Linked DNA regions of Mus musculus: region 1 is linked to region 2. A link is a contact called in public Hi-C data. All regions are on one chromosome and are shown on one strand. The core of a region is the stretch at or near the end of the contact, and the rest is flanking DNA. Distances in the headings are between cores, read along the strand shown. Region 1 overlaps Sorbs2 (sorbin and SH3 domain containing 2). Region 2 holds the start of Sorbs2 (sorbin and SH3 domain containing 2).

Evidence for each region. A called contact is a pair of places that touch in the nucleus more often than the background predicts.
Region 1: a contact with region 2 is called in a Hi-C map of cerebral cortex, with 5 times the contacts expected there. The contact joins the enhancer-like site here to the promoter of Sorbs2 in region 2. A contact is called at or near these places in 6 of 484 Hi-C or Micro-C datasets (cardiomyocytes, cerebral cortex, cortical neurons and 2 more), 2 of 115 datasets of contacts at active chromatin or transcription factors (craniofacial prominence and embryonic stem cells) and 3 of 9 other capture datasets (adipose tissue, liver and pancreatic islet).

The regions. Positions count from the first base shown.
Region 1 is chr8:45,556,537-45,560,407 of GRCm38.p6, forward strand. All of the region lies in intron 1 of Sorbs2 (sorbin and SH3 domain containing 2), which reads left to right. Among named protein-coding and RNA genes, the nearest start is that of Gm16351, 46 kb to the right of the region's middle. Within about 2 kb of position 1,610, at least 36 of the 459 cell types and tissues checked have an H3K27ac peak or open chromatin away from gene starts, as enhancers often do. A contact at or near this core is called in cerebral cortex, cortical neurons and forebrain, where this site is marked.
Region 2 is chr8:45,505,227-45,509,098 of GRCm38.p6, forward strand. It overlaps Sorbs2 (sorbin and SH3 domain containing 2), which reads left to right and starts at 2,562. Exons shown (of 24, transcript NM_001205219.1): 1 at 2,562-2,731.

The DNA of each region.
Region 1 (3,871 bases), core at 360-2,859, 50 kb after region 2:
GAGGTGGCTTTCATTCTATGCTGTCTTATCTGTGCCAGTCATGGTCCTCGTATGGTCTGGGAATGTGAACGTTAAGATCTGATCACAAAGCAGGCAAGTGACAAGGACCTAGGACGAGAGTATTGGGGCTCCCAGCTTGAACAAAGGATGTTATCCTGACCCCAAGATCAGTGCAACTTGGAATATAGATGTCATGCCATGGCCACTGATTTACTCTTCCCACTGAAAGTCTGAAATCGCTGCACGGGCTGAGACTGTGTGCAGCTGTGCCTGACCATGTGTTCTCTTGGGATACTTCAATGGAGCAGAGTTCATATGGAAGGGAATTGCTCAGACACAAGCAATGAGTTCAGAAGACACTGTGCATCCAAGACAACTTCTGAACTTGGACCTTGGTTAGTTGCCTTTGCCGCATTGGACCTGTCACTCACAAGAGCTAGTTTTAAGACAGAGGAATTTGGTCTATAGATAACCCTATTGCCTTATCAGGCTCCTGTCAGCTAGCTCTTGTTGACATCCGCAATAGTGTCTGAGAGGCTCTGCCAGTGCCTGACAAATACAGAGGTGGATGCTCACAGTCATCCATTGGATGAACCACAGGGTCCCCAATGAAGGAGCTAGAGAAAGGGGTTTGTAGCCCCATAAGAGGAACATCAATATGAACTAACCAGTACCCCCCAGAGCTCCCTTGGACTAAACCACCAACCAAAGAAAACACATGATGGGACTCATGGTTCTAGCTGCATATGTAGCAGAGAATGGCCTAGTCGGTCATCAATGGGAGAAGAGGCCCTCTAGGTCCTGTGAAGGTTCTATGCCCCACTATAGGGGAATGCCAGGGCCAGGAAGCAGGAGTGGGTGGGTTGGGGAGCAGGGGGAGGGGGAGAGGGGATAGGAGATTTTCGGAGGGGAAACTAGGAAAGGGAATAACATTTGAAATATAAGTAAAGAAACTATGTAAAAAATCTACAAGTATGGAAAAAATAATAATGGGGGGAAAAAGATAACCTATCGCCCACATTCGCTCTTCTTTTCTGGATCTTCGATTTTTGAGAGCCCACAACTAAGTCACATTCTATCAAGTCTACAATGAAGATATCACTTTACAGCAAGGAAAGCAGATGTTGTTAGTCAGAGGTGTTCTCTAGACCCTACCACTCACTAAGGAGCTATTAGCAGTTTATAGCTAATGGCAGACGGAGAACCATTCTTCTTTGAGGGTGTGATCATTAGCGGGTATCCCATGGTTCAGTGGATGGTCCCACATCCATGAAAGTATGAACAGCACTAATTAGACATAGTGAGTTATTAAAAAAAAAAAAGAGTAGTAGTTGGGAGGGGTGTGATGAGAGGATATGGAGAGAGCTGAAGGGAGTTATGGGAATTAGGAGGCGTATATAGATCTCGGGTCTCTTCCTAGCTCACCAAATGATCACTGTCCTCTTGTCTCTTCTTCAGGCAGATGCTAGACTGGCAGGAGGTAGTCTCCAGGCCCCCTTCATTCCCTGGCAGTTGGTGATTTTCGAGTCCTGGTGATGCATGCTGTGGCAGCAGGGTGCCATTTCTGGGATGACTGTGTGTTTTGTTCCCTTAATGGGGACCTCAGCAGCAGTCCTGTTTGGCATCAGCTGGACTGTGTCAGCACAATGAGACTGATTGGCTGAGCATCAAAAGCAGACCCTAGAGAGAGATTGATTCTGACAGGGAAATAATTAAAGGGGGAAATTGGTGCCTTGCATGGTAAGACATCTGCACACTTGCGATGCTCTTGGTCAAGTCTCCAGCACAATATGTGCTTTAATGAGTATAGACAGAAATGCCCAAGGTTAAAGCCATTCATGAAATTAAAATAATAATAATAATAATAATTAAAAAAGAACAGACATATACAGATTATGCATAGACAAGAAAACCATCTTTTAATTTTTAAAAGACTAATTCATCATAAATTTTACATTTGGAGCCAAGTGCTTTGTTGGAAAATTAGTTAGGCTTCAATTTAAATGTTATGCAAATACACGAGCAGCCTGAAGCAGTTGGCAAGGATTGCTCCCACTTCTCCAACACCTCGTGCCAACATTTTCTTCTGCATTGGTCCTTTTGCTCCGATCTGTCTTGTATTTTCTACTTTAATATGTCCCCGTGCTTTTTTAGCCGTTTAAAAATAGGAACACTTCCATGATTCAGCCAAGCCCTGACTTGACATCTATGAAGATGGTACCAAGTGGTACCAAGTGGATCCAATCTCTTAGTATCAGTGAGAACACTGAAGACTCCTGAACATCAGCCCTGTTGGTGGATCTGTGCCATCATCAACCTCAGCCTCTAGCACTTCATCCTCCATGTGGAAGTGGTTGCTGCCTCTGGTGTTTTCCAACCTGTCCATCCAGATTCAAGCAAGCTGTTCTTGGCATCAGCCTCTATCATCTGAGGACAGGGCAGCCCTAGGAAGCCACATCCTAGGTCCAGCTGTTTTCCTCTGCATCCCCTTTCCTCATGATGCACAGAAACCTCGGTTCCTTCTAATCTGTGAATCCTGATCCTTTTGTTCCTGTCCCTCCACATCCAACATCCTTTGAAAACCCAAGATGGTCATGTTGTCACTTCTTGGCAGCTCCACGCTTAATATTGGTCACAAGGCCAGGAACTGATATGTGTTATTAGCTCAAAATATCAACTTGTCAAGATATCTGGGCCAGAAAGAATGTGTTAGGAATTTCCCTCATTCTTGCTTTTGGATGCTGTAATTGTCCTTTCACATCCTCGCTCTTTCTCCTTTTAGATCGTGGGGAACTATAAACTATATAAAAATTAACCATGGTAACCATACTTCCACTGGTATGAGACATTCACACTAGTGACTCAGCACCATCTGTCTCCAGCGCCCTTTATGTTCCCAAACTCACATTCTAGTTCCACTAAATATTGCATGTCTTTGCTCCTACCTTCCAACTCTTCTGTCTCTAGCATTTGACTACTCCGAGTACCGGGTATACCTGGAATGATGCAATATTTGTTCTTGTGTGACTGGCTTAAGTTGCTCAAGATTCAACCATGTCAGTAGCACATGTCACAACGGATTCCCCTTTGGAAGGCTGAATATCCACCCATGAATATGCATAGTTATGAATATTTATAGTATTAGTGCATTTACATATTTATGTATATGCATATTGCCACCAGAATAGCTGACTCATCTCTCAGTGGACACTGGGTTGCTTCCATTTTTCATCAGTGATAAATGACATTGCTATTAATATCAGTATACAATCAAAATCTTTCTTAATTACATGAAGGCTTTAGTTAAAAAGAAATGTTACAGAGCTGTTCGAATAGACATTTGCGATCATGGCTCAGCTTTGCCTGTTAAGGATGGATGGCACAGTCCTACTTGACAGATAAAGTCAAGGTTTCCTGTGGCTCTCCATTTCCTTTCAATCCTGATTCTTCTGTAGTCACAATTCATTTCTTTTAGCAACCGAATGTTCCAGTGTATGCTGCTTCATTAGGGTTGCTGATCCAAAAATAAGAATAAAATGTTTTATGCATTTTTTTGCAAGAGGCAGATAACATAAAGTTGGGTGAGGTAGACAAACAGACAGATGATAGATAGATAGATAGATAGATAGATAGATAGATAGATAGATGACCTAATGTTAGCTGGGTAGAGAGGTGGGAACAATCTGCAAGGAGGTGGGGGAGAGGAAAATATGAACAAATATATTGTATGGCAAAATTTAAATAAAAAGGGGTAGAGCCCATACAGTAAAATATGTAAACTATGGAGTAGGTGAAAGCGAATGAAGCAAAGAAAGAAACGTCATCTACAATTATATAAAAATATAACATAGAAGTGTTTCCTCGTGGAATT
Region 2 (3,872 bases), core at 1,312-3,811:
TTCTTTTCTATGTTTTAGTAAATTATGGAATTTTCTAAATGTGGATCAGTTTCCAATCATGCTTGTTTCATGCTTTTAATTCTATGAAATCTCTACATAGATCCTGTGCAACATCATTACCAGTATCACATCCTCTGAGATAGCTTTATCTCTTTTATAACAGCCATTTCATCCATATGTAATTTAAAAAAAAATCACATCTATGTCCTTGGGATGATAGCATCAAGAAGGCCAAGAGGTTTTGTATTAGCAGTATGAGTAATAATAAATCTATCTCTATCTTTTTGAAGTAACTTATTTTGCCAAAGTACTGTATTATTAGGAATAGAGATCAGACTAAGACACACGAGAACTACCAATACATGTAGTTTCTCAAAGGGCATCAAGGATGGTATTTGAACTGTTCTTTTGATGGTATTGAACTGAAATATATATATATATATATTATATATATATATATATATATATATAATATGTATACATATATAACATCTGCATATATATTGTTATTTAAGTGTTTACTTGTGATTTGTTCCTTTCTCTACTTCTATATTAGATATTTGATCTCCTTGTATATACGAGTGGAACACTGAAAATTCATGTGCAGCACTTACTAAGATGGGATTCAGTAGTAGATGTTCTGGACATAAAGTCTGAAAGTCTTATCTTTGGGAGACAGACTAGTGTAACATGCCTGTAATCCCAGCTACTCTGGAGGCTGAGAATGGAAGCTAAGTTCAAGGCTAGCCTGTGGAATATATCATATGTTTCAGGCTCAACCACCCTAGAATCAGCCTCCTGATCTTTAAAAGTAAAAAATAAATCATTTGAAGCAGTCATGTTTTACAGAGAATATTCTTCACACCTTGCTACCTGTCTCTTTGGTGCTAGGTGAAAAAGAAAACCCTAGAAGCTGTATGCACATCCTCTGTTCCCCATTCCATACAATGTTATTCAGTTAGCTACCTTCATTCATTCTCACCCAGTATATGTCCAGAGACCTTCTGTTTCAATCTCTGCAGAGAATAAGGCGTTGGTGTTCTCATTTATGGAGTAGACAGTCAAACCACCAGCTGTTCTTAGGGTGTGTGTGTGTGTGTGTGTGTGTGTGTGTGTGTGTGTGTGTGTGTGTGTCTGTGTGTGTGTCTGTGTCTGTGTCTGTGCCTTTGGTTTTTTGTTTGGGGAGACAAGCTCTCATTATGTAGCCCAAGCTAACCTGGAACCTTCTATTGCAGCCAATGCTGGCCCCAAATGTGGACCTTCAGCCGCCTGCCTCTTGGAGGCTGGTATAACAGGGCTCTGCTGCCACACCTGAGCTTCATTTACTGTAATGTGGCCCCACCTTCGTCCCTCTGTCCACAGCTCAAATGTGCCTTGAGTCAAGGCTTACGGGGAGGAGGAGCACTGGTAGCTGTAAATGTGTAAATATCATTGCTTCTTGATTGCCCTTTGCTGGTTGAAGATGGAGTGTAATCTTAATCTTCTAACCACCTGACTATCTGCTTCCTGCTTTTCTAAATGTGGTTACTATTTTTCTCGTGATTTTTGACCTTGTAAATAAAGGTTTTCAAAGTCAAAACTTTGTGATCAGTTTGGTGATGTTTTGAAAGAGAAAATTTTAAATGTGTGTGGCCAATTCACTATCTTCATTCTAAAGCCTTTTATGTGATGTGTGTGTTCATTTATATATATATATGCATGTTTATGTAACACACATATATAACATAGGTATATCATATATACACATATGTGTATCTATATATAATATATAGTATAAATATGTAATATATATAAATTTACATATAGATTATTATGTTTAAATACCTGAAGCTCTTGACCAATTCATACCCAGTATATGTAAGGCTGTCAAAGGTATACTTTTTGGTTCTTTTCTTGGGTTTAGTAGTTTCAGAAAGTAAAGTTGGTTTTTTGGTTACATTTTTTTCTAGATACCTTGATAAAGGCTTAAGTTCTTTTATCGTAGATTTTTATGTTTTTTTATATCAGTACTTTGTAAAATAAATGATATTGTAAAGACCTTTCATGTAAGCGATTCATAACACATTCTTGAGATGACTTCTGTGCGGTTATCCAACTGCATCTCCTGGCATTTTTAATAACCTTCTTAATATTTCCTGTCATCCCCATCTGTTCGGATTTAAGGTTGATTATCCAGACAAGCTGTGCTACTAAGAGCCACCTGATCACTTCAGTGCATGCCATGCAGGTGTTAGCCTCGTGACGTTTTCAGGGAGGAAACATAAAACCGCCCCTGCTACATTATACTCACATCTCCCAGGTAGGTAGATTACCCAGAACACTGGGAAATTAAGCGTAGACACAATTATAGAGAATCACATCACTGGTCCTTTAAACTCGCTCAACTTAACCTGGCACAGATTCCCTAATGGGCAATTCTCTGACTGTATCCCTAGGGGAAATATTGAGCGTAGGCAAAGGTTAAGGCAGAGGAGTGCGCTGAGACGAAGAGGCAGCCAATCAGATGAAGAGGGTCTAAAGATCCAACGCCTGCAGGCGAGCAGCACCAAACCCAGCTGCTTAGCCTCCTTCAGTTGCGGATGAACAACGCATAGACGTTTGTTGCAAAGGCTTCTTAGCCAGCGAGCAGCACCCCCGTATCTAAGAAGAGAGGGATAGATGCCCAAGCAACTCATTCTGCATAGCAGCTGCCACGACAACCCTCCTTGTGCTGGAATGTGCTCACTTGAAGGTACTGGTTCTTTTACATTAAGCCCCTATGATTTTAAAGAAAGAAGCAGAGAAGGCTGGTGCTGGGGAGACTTTCTGCTTTCTAGTAATGCTTTGTTCCTTCCTTCTCTGGCTAATCCCTGCTTTAAAATGCTTAACCTCTGGCTGAGGCTATGCTAGGCACGATAAAAGGGACACTTTCCATTGCCTAAGCGGACTGCACAGCCCCTTTATTAGGACAGCCTCTTTGTTAATGTTGCTATTGTTCTCAAGGTAAGCTGGTTAATAACGCTGCCTTCAACCCTCGCATCCTGCTACATTCATAACTAAGAATACAGGACAGGAAGGATGAGACTCCGTGTCTTCAAGGTTGTTGCAATTTCTCTAATTATCTACCAGTCTGAGAGACAAAAAGCTCCAAACAACAGCTGATCAAACGTAGAGAAAGAATTTGGCTCATAATTGGATTCCTCTGTGCTTAGGATGCAATGCGAGGTTTATTTAAAAAAAAAAAAAGGCATACACACATACACACACACACCCCACCACCACCACCACTAGCAACAACAATAACAACAAAACACTTTTCAATCCCGCTTAATAATTAAGATGCCTTAATTATCATCTATTACTGAGAGTTAGTGCAACCATTTAAAAGTCAGCAGCATGTGAGGGGGCCCTTGTTTTAGTTGCCAAGGTAATTGGAAGGATAATTCAATATGCTCCAGAGTAACAAAAGACCCCTGAGAAACATGCATTAGATGAGGCACGGAGTTGCTTCATGGGGTGTTTATTTCTCTGAGTGTGTCCTCTTTTTTTTGTCTCTTGTCCCATCAGTATGTTAGCAGAAATAGGTAACACGGGGACTTGCAGGGTGTCTCCTGTACTTACACGTGCATGGCTATTTATCTTATATGTTACATAGGACATAATGGATGCCTAGGATGTGAAATTGTGGATTGAATGGAAGCTCTCACTGGTTAAGCTCTGTGATAGCCTCTGTGGGACATCTGAAGTCATGTATCAGCCGGTTGTGAATGGTGGCCCGAGAGAGAATAGGATCTGTGTTTGCAGAGAATGGGCACAGATGCCTGGCATGCTATGCTGCTTTTGGAGTTGTCTCTAAAAGAGCATGGCACACGGAAAATGTAGTCTTCATAGCA